2 separate regions of the Sus scrofa genome follow, and region 1 is linked to region 2. A link is a contact called in public Hi-C data. All regions are on one chromosome and are shown on one strand. Each heading gives the region's core, a stretch centred on a gene start, on an enhancer-like site or on the middle of the called end of the contact. The rest is flanking DNA. Distances are from core to core; before and after follow the strand shown.

Evidence for each region. A called contact is a pair of places that touch in the nucleus more often than the background predicts.
Region 1: a contact with region 2 is called in a Hi-C map of subcutaneous adipose tissue, with 3 times the contacts expected there. The contact joins two enhancer-like sites. A contact is called at or near these places in 1 of 5 promoter capture datasets (liver), 19 of 47 Hi-C or Micro-C datasets (adipose tissue, alveolar macrophages, brain and 11 more) and 1 of 2 datasets of contacts at active chromatin or transcription factors (skeletal muscle).

What each region holds. Positions count from the first base shown.
Region 1 is chr10:50,255,977-50,258,692 of Sscrofa11.1, reverse strand. All of the region lies in intron 3 of LOC102166141 (a long non-coding RNA gene), which reads right to left. Among named protein-coding and RNA genes, the nearest start is that of THNSL1, 53 kb to the left of the region's middle. Within about 2 kb of position 1,317, at least 25 of the 83 cell types and tissues checked have an H3K27ac peak or open chromatin away from gene starts, as enhancers often do. A contact at or near this core is called in adipose tissue and subcutaneous adipose tissue, where this site is marked.
Region 2 is chr10:49,792,950-49,795,753 of Sscrofa11.1, reverse strand. No RefSeq gene overlaps it. Among named protein-coding and RNA genes, the nearest start is that of MYO3A, 170 kb to the right of the region's middle. Within about 2 kb of position 1,488, at least 32 of the 83 cell types and tissues checked have an H3K27ac peak or open chromatin away from gene starts, as enhancers often do. A contact at or near this core is called in adipose tissue and subcutaneous adipose tissue, where this site is marked.

The DNA.
Region 1 (2,716 bases), core at 68-2,567, 460 kb before region 2:
ATACTCGACAATAAACTGCAGCAATAGCTTACAACTTTGATCAGCGAAAGTTTGTTTTTTTTTTTTTTTTTTTTTTTTTTTTAGGAAGAGGTATTTTTATCAATGACATTGTTTAAAATTGCTGGCAGAGGTGATAAAAAAGTAAACCAATTGTGGTCAGATTCTGATTGCTTTTTTTTTTTTTTGGTCTTGTTTTGCCTTTTCCAGGGCCGCTCCCGCGGCATATGGAGATTCCCAGGCTAGGGAATCTACGCCACAGCCACAACAACGCGGGATCTGAGCCGCATCTGCAACCTACACCACGGCTCATGGCAACACCAGATCCTTAACCCCTGAGCAAGGCCAGGGATCGAACCCGCAACCTCATGGTTCCTAGTCGGATTCATTAACCACTGAGCCATGATGGGAACTCCTCTTATTGCTTAAATTCTCTACAGACAAGACGTCACCTTATTGCCTGTATCCTGGTCTTAAGGGGTCCCACTGTTCTGCTCTGATTGGCCACTGGATTTTCCCCAAACTCTTCTCTCTCCCAATTACCCAGTGTTTAAAAGTCTCCAATTCCTTTCTCTAGATGGGTGAAAGGCTTTCAGAATGAGAATATTCTGGAGTAGTATCACTTGGGCCTCATGAAGATTTTCATTTTAATCTTCGTTTATCACAGCCTATCCTGGGGGTTGAGTCATTCATTCTTCCAAGCATTTACTCAATATGTTTAATCATCCTACAATATGGGCCAATGAATGTGGCTGGGCTATGTCCTCAGGGAACGCAGGGTCCCGTGGGAGACACAGACGCAGGAAGCAGCAGTTGACATTCAGCGTGAACAGGGCTGGGTGTCAGCTCCGTGAGGGGCTGACGGAGAGGGTGTTAATGGAGCAGAAACACCCCTGGGGAAGCGGGGAGCCAGGCTGCCGAGCAGCATCTTTACAGCCCACGCTTACAGCCAGAGGCGCTGTGACTGCGGGCTGTGCCTCCCTGCAGAGGTGGTTCTGCAGGCGATGAATATTCTGAAAAGCCTCATTTCCTCTGCTGTGGGTGCCAATGGGGAGGAGAGGGTCTCGTTAGCGTGGGGAGGAGGGAGAGACTGTGGGATGCTCTGGAGGAAAGGCAGGACCACCACTTCCTTCACAAACACCCCCATCCTGCCTGATGCCGTGACTCTCTTCGGGCCCTTGTTTCCTGACGGGGGCTTTGCTCTGAAACGTGGAATGAACCTCCTTCACATGAATTTCCCATTAATTAACACACTACTTCCTCTGTGTAGACAGCTGGCGAGAGTTCTGAGGTAACTGAACTCCTGCCAAACTGTCCATCTTGTGCCTGCTTTGCATAATGAGCCTTGTCTGAGGTCCGACTTGGGTAGAGAAACTGGTTCTGGGACACCCTCCCCCAGGAGCCGATTTTCTAAGCTCTGGTACGCAAATGGCTGATGGAGAGCATAACCCCTTCAGGGCGACGCCTGGAGCAGGAGCAAGGCGAGCTTACCTTGTTTTATGAGTCCTGGAGCTGTTTTCTTTGGGGAGGTTGGGGGAGATGCAGAGGAACTGGGTTTAAATCAGAAAAGCTTTGAGAAGATCTGTGACCAGTCATTTGAGGTCAGTGCTGGGCTGAACTCCTTGACCAGGAGCTCAGCCAGGAGGCTGTGGGCCAGGCTCATTAGCATCTGAAAGCAGGAGTGGGGGACTCGTCAGAAGCCTGGCTCCCCTCAGCTTCCAGAGTCTGGAAAAAGAAGCAGAGACTGTCAGACCTGCTTGCTCCTGCTCGCTTCCTCCTCCTCGTCTTAAAGCAAAAGGGAGCTGCCTCTTGGATAAAGGCCCTGGGGGCCAGTACAGAGGGATGGTGTGGGTGATGTGGAGAGGGGGACATTTTCTGAGCCTCATTATCATTCTCTGAAATACTGTTTTTTGGGTCCCTAAGGGCTCTCCCATGCTGAGGATTGGCCTTAAGGTTCAGTCCTGCCCTGAGGTGGAGGGGCTTGTGCAGAAAGAATGGGCCAGCTCAGGCCCATCTCGGGTCTCGTCTCCTTGTGTTCTGATGAGTGGAGAAGCACCGAGGAGTCTTGATTGTCATTTTGTTCACAGAGGGCTTATTCTTGCATTGAGGTGATCACATACAAGGGCTTTAAAAGGAACAACGCAGAGCCCTTGCTCTCAAGGAGTTCTAACTGTGAAAACAAGACGTATACCTATAACAAATGGGAAACCATTCAAGACTGCAAAGCAGCTTCCAAGCCCTCACAGGGAAGCGTCAGGAGGTAGGGTGCCAGCCAAGTGTTCAGAGGAACAGGTTCTCAGAATTCACAGGGGGATTGATGACAGCGTGCTGATTCATGGCGCAGGAAGCAGCCACCAGGTAACACTAACAGAGCTCTTTGGGGGAAAAGAGAAGTGGCAGAAGCTGCAAACTAGATGAATGAGGTCAAGGTCACCAGAGCCATGTCTTCTAACAGGGATCAAAAAAAAAAAAAAAAAAAAAAAATGTCCCTCAGCCACACACTGGGCCCGCTGTGTTGGACCTGAGGCAGGGTGAGAGATGGCAGGGGGCCTGTAAGAACTGACTCTTCTGATGAATGGAAGGCAACTTCAAGGGCTGCTAGATCAGTGCTAACCCCCCCGGCTTTACACACCTGCTCACAGCACTGTCTGCACTGGCTCCTTAAGGGGCCCTAGGCTCACTCAATCCAGCCCACAGCAAAGGACCCCACTGTGGGAAG
Region 2 (2,804 bases), core at 239-2,738:
TTATTGGAAACAGGAAAGGTAGAATAAGAGCTAGTAGGACAGGAAATGTGCTAAAACTATCACCTTATTTAATTGTATAACAGGCAGCACTGTGGCCATGCTGCAGGACGGGGGTGTCTTCTATGGAGATGTTATCTGTTAGATGTGTTAAACAAGAATGGCTCAGGATAATCAACACCCAAACCCACCGAGTTTAGAGAAAGTACAGTGATGCTAGGGTGCCTCAGAGGGGTCAATGCAGCTGCAACAGTCCAAGAGCTCAGGAGCTGGCAGCCCTGGCTTGGAGCAGAGCTGCTCACCAAAGCTGGCAGACCCCACTGGTATTCAGGGTGGCTGGGCGGCAGAGCCACCTGATGATGCCCAAAAGAGCCATTTCACATGGTCCCATGTCATGCTGAGTCCCGCTGCCTAAGGTGTGTTTCCAGGGCCCCCTCAGGGCTTCAGGCATCCCCTTCTCACACCAACCGTCTCCATGACCCAGCTGCTGAGTGGCTTCTCCCTGGATCCTCTATTTTGCCTTCTCCTGGAAGTCTGTTTCCTTTTCCTGCATCCCAATCAACTGTTCTCCATTTAAGGATCGTGTGGAGATGGGGCTGCAGCTTCAGGAATTATTCAGCTTCCATCCCCAGATCACAATTTAACCCAAAGGGAATCACAGTAGGACCATTGTAATTAGCGAAGGAAAGCTCGGAGGATAACTTTGGACACATCTAGGGTGACGGGGCCCCTTTCTTGGACTCCAATTTTAATTACGACCAGGGGCCATGTAGCTCCTCTAGATAGTGGACATGCCTTCTTCGGGTGATTATGAAACTGGAAGAGATATTACATTGCTTTCCAGGCCACACTCAAGATGTGTATATTTTTGTCACTAGGTTTTTGCCATGGCTTTAAATAGTCCACCTGGAGAAGCATTTTGAGATCCGGGAATTTATCTTTGAGATAATTTCTCCTCTTTGTCAGCTTTGGGGCCATTCTTTGGCACAAGATACATGCTGTTATGATATTGCAATCTACTGGGATAAAAATAACTTGTGATGTCAAACCCTCAGCCCAGGAGTGCTGCCCTCACCCAGATTATCTACCAGGAGGGGAAGCAGGGTGGGCCCAGCCCAGAGCCTCCCCAGGGACAAAAATAGAGTGCTAATGGCCTGCAGTGACAGGGAAGAGAGTGGGAAGTGGACAGATATATTTATAAAGAAAAACGGCTCTGAGCATCTGCTAAGTCCCATTCTCTTGTTTTTTCCCCAGGTCTATTTCTGGTTCCTCTTTCCACGGCACAGGCAGCGCCTTAAAATAAAGAGCCTTGCTCCTGCTGGCCCTGGCCTCCAACCGAGCTCTGAAGGAGGCAGGCCATGAATGATGATTGTCTGTGCCTGGCGTTTTAATTGAAAAACATTCCCCGAAGTGGAAAGACACACAGAGGAAGTGATCTCATCGTCATTGATTTTTCCCAACTTTCAGTTTGGTTTCTCTGTGGTGAAACTCAATACAGCAGCGTCCCTTAGAGGTGAAGCTCAGAACTGCAGGGAAAGGGGGCTGCCTGCCAATGACCAAGAGGAAGAAACAGTTTCCAGAGGCTACATTTCAAGTCTGCTGCAAAAATATTGACTTTTCTCACCAGAGCCGCTCAGAGTAGCTTCTCCCTCCTGTGCTTTTCTCTGGAGCCACTTTTTACAGTTTCTTTATCTCTTTCTTTCTCTCTCTTTTTTTTCTTCCTTCCTTCCTTCCTCTTTCTTTCTTTTCTTTCCTTCCTTCCTTTCTTTCTCCCTCCTTCCTTCCTTCCATCTTTCTTTCTTTCTCTCTCTCTCTTTCTTTCTTTCTTTCTTTCTTTCTCTTTCTTTCCCTCTCTCTCTTTCTTTCTCTTAAATGGCTGCACCCATTTAAAAAGTGGCATATGGAAGTTCCTGGGTAAGGGATTGGATCCCAGCTGCAGCTTCGACCTAAGCAGCAGCACAGGCAATGCTCCAACATGAGCCTCCACAATGACCTCAGCGGCAGCAGTCTGACTGTTGGTGCACTCCACCACAGCAGGGACTCCCACAGTTAATAATCCAGCGGGAGTGGCCTTACCCCAGCTTCAGGTTTGTATCAGATGCACAAGAGGAATCCTAGGGAATTACATGCTGCATATGAATTTAGAACTCCTGTCCAGAAATAGGGAAACGAAATGAAAATTGTATTACCCTCCACTCAAGATTCTTGTGAAACAAAGTTTATTTGGGAAAATATATTAATGACACATATTCATGGTGTGTGACTCTACCTACAAACACATATTAATCATTATCATCAATCACTCTAAAGATCTTAGAATAAACTCATTTATCAAAAGGCACACTTTCTTCTTTTTCCTGTGGAAAAAAAACTTCCTACATACAAATAAATATGAAATCACAGAAGCAAAAGAGTAGACTGTGTTTCTGTCTGTTGTAGCAGAAATAGAGATAAAAATGCTGTAAATTAGCTATTTTTGTATTTTTACTACACACCTTTGATGCATCCACAAAAATAAGGTTTTGTTTCTCCCCTTAATATCCAAATGGTAGGAGATCCCGTTGTGGCTCAATGGAAACAAATCTGAATAGCATCCATGAGGACACAGGTTCCATCCCTGGCCTTGCTCAGTAGGTTAAGAATCCAGTGTTGCTGTGAGCTATGATGTATTTCGCAGACGTGGCTCAGCTCTAGCGTTCCTATGACTGTTGCATAGGCCAGTGGCTACAGCTCCAATTCAACCCCTAGCCTGGGAATATCCATATGCTGTGGGTGTGGCCCTAAAAAGACCAAAAAAAAAAAAAAGA